Linked DNA regions of Sus scrofa: region 1 is linked to region 2. Evidence: chromatin contacts called from public HiChIP or PLAC-seq data. All regions are on one chromosome and are shown on one strand. The core of a region is the stretch at or near the end of the contact, and the rest is flanking DNA. Distances in the headings are between cores, read along the strand shown.

What was found. HiChIP or PLAC-seq counts read pairs in DNA pulled down with a chosen protein or histone mark.
Region 1: an H3K27ac HiChIP or PLAC-seq map of alveolar macrophages shows a contact between it and region 2. The contact joins the promoter of CYP3A29 here to the promoter of ZKSCAN5 in region 2. A contact is called at or near these places in 1 of 5 promoter capture datasets (liver) and 1 of 2 datasets of contacts at active chromatin or transcription factors (alveolar macrophages).

What each region holds. Positions count from the first base shown.
Region 1 is chr3:6,736,821-6,741,219 of Sscrofa11.1, forward strand. CYP3A29 (cytochrome P450 3A29) reads left to right here and starts at 1,682. Exons shown (of 15, transcript NM_214423.1): 1 at 1,682-1,815. The coding sequence starts at 1,745.
Region 2 is chr3:6,439,590-6,444,195 of Sscrofa11.1, forward strand. It overlaps ZKSCAN5 (zinc finger protein with KRAB and SCAN domains 5), which reads left to right and starts at 2,726. Exons shown (of 5, transcript XM_013995381.2): 1 at 2,726-2,861. LOC106509641 (a long non-coding RNA gene) reads left to right here. Exons shown (of 2, transcript XR_001307332.2): 2 at 1-279.

The DNA.
Region 1 (4,399 bases), core at 432-2,931, 300 kb after region 2:
ATAGGTATACTCACACATTACAATTTCCAGTGGCAGCTCTGGATTTTAAGAGGTGCCTCCTGGAGAAAGCCTGAACCCAAAGATGACAAATGATGATGGTAGAAATTTCATGCTGCACGACACATTCCCCAGAAAATCAAAGAGGGCAAGTGACAGAGCTGGGACTCACTGCATGCTACCAATGAGCCACTCACCCACTCAGGTCAGTGTGAGGCAGCTCTGGGGACTTTCGGGCCAGAAGAACTGAAAGTGAAAAAGGATAAAGAGAGAGAGAAGTGCACAAGGGCCGCTTAAATGTCTTCCATTTCCGTTGAGGTTTAAGAACATCAGAGGTTTGGTTTTTACATCGTCCATGGTTCTCTGCCAAACAGATGCAAAACTTGGTTCAGAGGGAGACTAATGAGCTGGATGAATTTCTCTCCCATCAGGTGTATGGCAGTGTCTCCCAGGTGACACCCAACTTCTAGCTGTCTATAGGACTCCTCCTACCAGCTGCATTAAAGAAAAATCCCTACTGGTCAAAGAGTGGGGCATCCAATCTGATGCCCTTTGCCCTGGATGAAAATATCATGCCAACATTTTTGAGACCTTTGTGCTGTATGAGCTACATCTCGGTGGATAAGGAGGTTGGGGTCCACTTGGCCATTGGGTTTCTTTCCTGCGTCACACCCTTCACACCCATTGTTTGAGAAGTGGTGGTCTTCCTATAGAGAGAGGTCCTTTCTTGTTTCACTTCTGTCTGACTCACTGTCTACTGCAAGACTCTCTCAGTGGGATAGAAATCAGCCCAAATTAATGTTTTTGGTATAGCTATCACCATCTCCTCCAAGTCCTGCATCTCTTTCTGGAGCCCTCTTGTCAATAGAATGCTGATGGATAATCTAGAATGTCCAGTGATGGTGGCCAAGGCCCACCAGGCCCTCTGTTGCATTAACTATCCAGGAATATGGTGTGGTCACCAAAGAGTCACAGGGAAAGGAAACACAGGGGCCCAGATTTCTCATGACGACCAATTCAAGTCTACCAACCTTTCTGATGCCCACCTCTGCTAGGTACCAAGGATGGAAGGGTGACTAATACTCAGACTGTGTCCACAACCTCGATCTGTAAGGGAACAGGTTTGGAAACAAACCAGGGTCCTGGAGGATAATAGAATTGTGCTCAGGCGGATAGGAATTGCCTAGAAGTGGAAGTGGTTATTCCTGGTAAAGGAAGCTGGTTAGGGATGACTCTAAGATAGACTATTCTTTCTGAGCTGAGATTTGAAGAATGAGAAGGTGCCTTATTGGGGAAGGAGGGGTATTTCTAGGCAGCGGAAACTGCATGGGTAAATATTTGTAGATATAGGTTGTCTGGAGGATTTCAAGTATTTTGGAGTGCAGGCAGCTTAAGGGAGACATGGCATTTTATAGGAGATTAATGGCTAGTGGTTTTATTTGAGTTCTGTAACCTTTGGACTTACTGATAACACTTATTGAGTTGTTATTGAATTCGCACAGAATATGAGTTCAAAGGAGGTCAAACTTGACTGTCCATGGTGCTTTGCCAACTATCAAGGGGGGGAGGGCTCCTGCAGGAAGAGCACTGGTGTTTTTTCACTGGCTGCAACCCCAGCTCCACCCACTTCCCAGCATATAAATCTTTCAGCCTCAGCGAGTCATCACTGGGTGTGAAAGCAGCAGGCAAAGCGCAGCACAACCAGCTAAAAGGAAAATCCGAGGAGAGAATCACGAGGACAGTGGCCATGGACCTGATCCCAGGCTTTTCCACAGAGACCTGGGTTCTCCTGGCTACCAGCCTGGTGCTCCTCTATCTGTGAGTAGCCGTCCAGACTTGTCTGCTCTGTAACCTTGGCCTTAGGTGTTAATCAGGTCTCCCTTTCCCTTTACTGATTTGAAGATCAGATTTAATGGAGGGAAGGGTGCTTAAGCTGTGGGTCCACAAACAGCAAAGGGAGTATTATTGATATTATTGACATTGACTCAGTCCCGTGGAAGGAGTAACCAACCTCCTGCCCCCAAGTGCCTATTTTCTGTAGTTGGCAGAGTTTAGTGACATTATTTGCTCCCAGGGAAGATCTTCTGGTGGACCACCCGTTTCCATGGACCAGAATCCACCAGAGGAAGATTTTAACCAATGGGTCCCTGTGCAGTGGGGGTACCCTTCCCTTCCCAAGCTCTGGGGGTCCTGGAGACATGAAGTCAACTGGGTTTTTGTCCCATTGTCTTCACCTTCTGGGTTCTGGGTCTGCTGCCAGAGATGTGTAGAGCAGCTGGCCCCTGTGTCACTCAGGGGTTCCTGGTCCCCTTTCTCCTACCCCAGGTGTCATTCACATAAGGCACCTGGTCACCCAGGGGCTGGAGACATTGCCCGTCTCTTAGACTCAGCTTCCCCCCCCACGCCATGCCCCCTCTTTGGCACTCATCTCTAAGAGTGCCATCCCCCACTCTTTCTATGCACAACTCTCTACCTCCCAAATCAGAAATCTGTAGAACAGAGGAGACTTGGCAGAAATCTGGATATTTTATTCATTTCTTTCACTTTTCCCTCCTATCTCTGGAAGGATTATCATTAACACAGAAACTTATTTTCCCTATGATATGAAATCTGCTCACGACCCATGCAAGTCCCAAACTCCAACTTGTATTATAATTATTTTTTCCCTTTAAGTACAGTACTAGACAAGGAATCACGGTCATCTAACAGTGTGGGATTCTTGACACCACAGAACAGGCTGGGAAAGGGATTACTTTAAAGGAGTGGGTAGGAAAGGCCCATCTCCATGTCACATTTGACTTCTATCTCAATTTCACTGTTATTAGAAAACAGCAAGAAGTCATGATGACATGAACTCTATAAATGTTTTAATTCTTGGAAAGTAACGATAGTGATTCAGGTATGTGCAACACGTTTTCTGTCTCCTGACATTTTAAAATTGATAGCTTTTAATTCATTCTTCATCATAGATTTGTTAATGATATAAGACAATTTCCCACATGTTCTTTCTAAAGGATAAAAGAGGTCTGCTTTCCAGTATTTTTGACCATAAAAGTTGGTAAATAAGCTCACACTTCTAGCATCATGTCAGGAAAATGAAATCTAGTATAAAAATGTATACTTCTGTGATATAGATTGTTTTAAATACACCTGCCAGCAGGTTATTTTAATCTCTCATGGGAGTTAAGTGTGCCTGGGAGCCAGTGATAATGGGGGAGGCATCCTGGGAGGGTCAGGATGCAGGGAAGAATAGTCCTCATTCCTCAGAGCAGACCTCCCAGAGATGATCGTCTGACCTGGTCCCACCAGAGGTCAGCAGAGTTGGCATCTCATCTGCTTGAAGCCTGGGGTGGGTCACCATCTAAGTCACATGATGTGTGGTCCATCTGGCCCTGGGGCTGTTATTAGGTAGTGTCAGTACCAGGCAAACGTCACAGTAGCCTTAGAAGATACTACTGCCGCCAAGAGTCAGTAGCTGCAGACAGTGTTTTCCTGATACCAGCACAGTGTGAACACAATAAGAATGATTGGCTTTATTGTAAGGCCCTTCCTTTTTACTCAAAGCAGCTTTCCCAAACCATGCGAAGCTGGAAAGCAATCCAAGAATTCACCCAGACCACACTCTGCCTTTATATGAAATCATGTGTGGTTAGACACTGGACCAGATCTTTCCTTGGGACCAATTAATTCAGACACATTCATTCAATGTTTTGGCATCACTTTAAAAAAAATTGAAAGTATAGTTGATTTATAGTGTTGTGCCAATTTCTTCAATATAGCAAACTATATACATATAGTTTTCCATCATGGTCTATCCCAGGAGATTGGCTATAGTTCCCTGAGGTATACAGAAGGGCCTTGGACTTAACGTCTCTTCATTCTAAATGGAATCCTTTGCTTCTGTTAATCCCAACTTCCTGCCAACCCATTCCCTCCCCTCAGGCCCCACCCCTGGTAACAAAAAATTTGTTCTCTATGTCTGTGACTCTGTTTATATTGTATACCTAGGTTCATTTGTGCCATATTTTAGACTGCACATATAAGTGATATCATATGGCATTTTTCTTACTTACTTCACTTAACATGATAATCTGTAGTTGTGTCTTGGCATCAGTCTTGAGTTCATGCAACACATTGAGAGTTTAGAAGGAGAAACTGATTTTCCCTGGTTATGATGGCTGAGGAAGGAACTAGGGTGGGCATAGCCCAGGTCACTCCCTTTTTGGAAACTGATGTTCGCTCCTCCACCAACTCTTCTGGAGGAAAGATCCAAACACTCAGCTGTGCTTGGCCAAGGTGCCCATGCTGCATCTTCAAACAATGCAATTTCCCTCATGCAATTTTTGTGTTTATTTTGTCGCATATTATAAGATGTGATGGATTTGTACAGAATATCTGGAAC
Region 2 (4,606 bases), core at 1,476-3,975:
GATTGGCGCGAGGCTTCTTGGGAGATGTAGTCCCTGGAGCTGCTGATGACCAACTGCCTACCTCACTGGCAGGGACCAGAGGCAGAAGAGGCAAAGAGCCATCCGCATGAGCCCAGGCCAAACTGCCAGCCCACAGAGCCCCTCGATAAATAAATGGTTTCTTTTTTAGGTCACTAAAGATTGGGGATCATTTGTTATACAACACAAGCTACCAGATAATACTCTTTAAAAACCAGACCAAAAAAAAAAAAAAAAAGAAAGGGAGTTCCCGTCGTGGCACAGTGGTTAACGAATCTGACTAGGAACCATGAGGTTGCGGGTTCGATCCCTGCCCTTGCTCAGTGGGTTAACGATCCGGCGTTGCCGTGAGCTGTGGTGTAGGTTGCAGACGCGGCTCGGATCCTGCGTTGCTGTGGCTCTGGCGTAGGCCGGTGGCTACAGCTCCGATTGGACCCCTAGCCTGGGAACCTCCATATGCTGCGGGAGCAGCCCAAAGAAATAGCAAAAAGACAAAACAAAAACAAAAACAAAAAAAACCCAGACCAACTCGATTTGCAATATAACAGAATACTTGGGAATAAACACACGATAGGTAACACACCTATAGGAAGAAAACTTTATTAAAATTTTTTTTCATCTTGGAGGTATACTTGACAAATATGTATATATTTAAGGTGTACAATGCATTTCATATAAATCTACACTGTGATAAGATCACAATCAAGTTAAATAGGATTCATTGCCTCACATGGGTTACAATTTTTTAAACTTTTCATTCCCTCACTCCCCTCCCCTCTGGCAACCACTTATTTGTTCTCTGTATGTATGAGTCTGTTTCTGTTTTGTTATGTTTATTTGTTTTGGGGGGAGGTATGTGGGTTGGCTGCGCCTGCAGCATGTAGAAGTTCCTGGGCCAGGATCGAACCTGCATTGCAGTTGCGACCTGTGCCATGATTATGGCAATGCCGGGGTCCTTAACCCACTGTGCCACCAGGGAACCTTCCTGCTTTTAGATTCCACATATAAGTGAAATTGTATGGTATTTGTCTTCCTCTGTCTGACATTTCACTTAGCATAATGCCCTCTAGATCCATCCATGTTGTCACAAATGGCAAGATATCATTCTTTTTATAGCTGAGTAATATTCCATTATCATTCATTCATATTTACACACATCGCATCTTCTTTTATCAATTCCTATATGAAGAAAACTTTAAGGATCCAAAAGTAGGGCTTTTTCCACAAGGGAAAGACATACCATTTTCCCGGATAGGAAAATCACCTTTGTACAGATGTCAGTTCTCTCTAAGTCAGTATAAATCACGAATGATTTTAATACAGAATTCTTCCCGAACCAGAAAAACTGAATCTTAATTGGAGAATATCAAAGGAACTAGGATACTCTGAAAAGGAAACAAAATTGGGGGGCACTCACTCTTAGAGATATTAAAACCAATGATTAACCTCAGTAAATGAACACAACATGATATTATCCCACGTGTAGACAAACAGACGAATGGAACAGTATAGAAAATTTAGAAACAAATCTCAAAACACATGCAAAATTAACTTGTGATAAAGGCAGCATCACAAATCAATGAGGAATAAAGATAGAATTTCTTGTAAATGTTGAGACAACCGACTAATGATTCAGGAAAAGAGAAAGTTAGATTTATACTTCCTCTCGTACACCAAGATACTTATTAATGGATCAAAGATCCACTTTTTAAAAGTGACACTATGCAATGTTCTGTTAAAATAAAAAACAAAGGTAGACCAGACTTGAAAATTTCTTGAGCAGACAAAACCAGTTTAGTCATAAGAGCAAAGTTTCATTTAGCTCATTTTGCAAGACAAGCCAGGCTAACTGACCTGGGTATTTCTTGCTTATGCCTCTGAAAATCCTCAGCAAGACTTACATTGTTCCCCCAACTCGATATGAAGTAACTACTAACCAATTCCCTCTAAAAAAAATTCTTAATACTGTAACCAATCACTGTGAAGAATAAACAGTCACCGTCTCCACACGATAGAAGATGCTTTATAACATAAAGTTTCTTTCCATGTTTGAATGCTACCGGTTTGTAAGCTTTTTGACGTGTGCACAATAAACTTTTACTAATTATTACTTCATTGATGTATTGCTTTTACTTCTGGTGTTTGTTTTGTCTGAACTTTTAACAATTTTAAATGTCAAAAGTGAAAGCATACAAATACTACATTGACCAAACATACCGCAGTGTCAATTTAAGCGTCTCCAGCGGAGATAGGTGACTTTCTGCAGTTCTTCATTCCCATAAGCTGGACCATGGCGCTAGCAAGGCGTTCTCAAAACCCCATTCCTGATTTGAGTGAAAATTCACAATAGACATTAAAACAAACAAAACTGTCCTGGAGTATCCAAGGATGTATGCCTTCTGATTCAGTGTCGGTTGGCCTCATTCATCTTCGAGACTCGTAATACGGTGACTCTCGTTCTGCCTGTCGAACAGCTTTGTAAACGGATAACAAAACGAGGGCTTATTAAAGATGGGACCCCCTTGGATCCCAGAGAAGCCCTGAATAGACGGCTCTTCTTTGAAAGGATGCGGTACTTCCGCCCCCACCCTCCGCAGCCCGTAGTAGACCCTATGCCGACGCACTCAGCCTTCCAATGCAGGCGCGGAAGAAACGCCTCCCAATCTCACATTTTGATAGGCTCGCGAGACCGAGGCTGCGAAGAGAGCCGTGGCCCTATTGGCTGAAGGACGTGGCCCGCGCGGCGCTTTCTGGGAGTGTAGTCCCTGGGGCCGCTGGCTCCAGGGGCTCGCGGGTCTGACGTCGGAGGTTTCAGCACCTGAGCTGACGGCTGTGGTAAAGAGGTGGGTGTGTCTGGAGGCAGGGTGCGGGGAGTGGCGAGGTTTCAGATGAAGAAACCAAACGGTCCATTAAAGAGAAGTAAGGGTGCGGGCTCGCCGAGAGCTACAGACCTACTTGGAACTGGGGCTCAGAGCGTGGGGCTGAAGGAGCGCAAGTCCCACGGCCAACCAGACAGTGGCAACTGTTGCCTTAGCAAGCCCTCGGGACATCTAAGGCCCCGTCCTCTGCCCCCAATCCAATAAAGGGGCGGGCTCGGGCCGTTTAAATGGTTTGGGGTTGAGTGAGGACGAAGGCGGGTCGGTTTTCTCTCCGGCCCTAGCAACGCTGGACCTGCGGATCGGTGGGCGGGGAACGGCTGTGTTTCTGGAGGTTGGACGGGCATCCTGGGCCGGCGCCCTATCTCCCCGCTGATTGGCCACAGCCCCTCGGGGGCGGGGTTAGGGCGGAGCCTGGGGCGAGCACTTCCCGCCCGCTGCGAGGAGAGGGCCTCCGGGATTCCTAGAGAGGACTCGGAAGTACTCTCGGGGGTGGGGTTTATGGCTCTACACCGTTGGTCAGGGACAGCTTGGACTTGCTTACTTCCGGCGAGGAAGTGTTGGGAAGTGTCGGGTTCGGCTTTCTCTTCGTTTGTGAGAAGAAACCCGTCTTCCCAGCCTTGGCCGCAGGAGCCTGGTCTTCCAGCAGAGCTCCCCGGGACTGGGGCCTTGAGGACAGGCCTCTGTGTCCAGACCATGGTCCTGTCCCTAACCTTGACCGGGCCGGTTTCCGTGGCTCGGGGTCAGGGGCGATTGTGAGGAATCCAGGTGCAAAATCGGTACTTAAAACCCTGGTTCTCTTCGGGACCCATGAAGTCTCCCGTTGGCCTGTCAAGCTCTTGTGGCTTGAGAAGGACAGGGCCAGTTTTGACCGTTGTACTGTTTTTGACCTCTGTTCTGACTTAAGTTGGCTTGTGGTAGAGAAGGAGCGGCTGCGTCTGGACTAGTTAGTAAGTTTTGTCCTGTTTTTTTTATATGAGATTTAATGCTCTTAAGCACTAAAATTGTATTTGATTAGGCTCGATGTCAAATTTTTATTGCTGTCCTTTACCCTTTTTCTTAATTTATTTTGTCCGCACCTGGGCCATGTGGAAATTAATGAGCCGGGGATAGAACTCCAGCCACCACAGCTGCCCCAGCCTCTGTAGTGACACCAGGTCCTTAATCCTCTGAGCCAGAAGAGAACTACCTCCTTTACACTTTTTCAGTGTTGGTCATTATTTTGTGGGTGGAGGGATGGCTGTTTTGTAGTACACTTTTTTTTTTTTTTTTTAGGTCCACACCCTCAGCATATGGAGGTTCCCAGGCTATGGGTCCAATCGGGGCTGCAGCTGTCGGCCTACACCACAACCACGCAGAATCTGAGCATCTTGGACCTACACGTCAGCTCAGGGCAACACCAGATCCTTAACCCCCGGCCAAGGCCAGGGATTGAACCTGCATCCTTATGGATACTAGTTGGGTTTGTTCCTGTTGAATCACAAGGGGAACTCCCTATAGCCCACATTTTTTTTTTTTTTTTGTCTTTTTAGGGTCACACCCTCAGCATATGCAGGTTCCCAGGCTATGGGTCAAATCAGAGCTGCAGCTGTCGGCCTACACCACAACCACAGCAATGTGGGCTCCAAGCCTCCTCTGCCACCTACACCACAGCTCATGGCAATGCCAGATCCTTAACCCGTTGAGCGAGCGCATCCTCACGGATGCTAGTC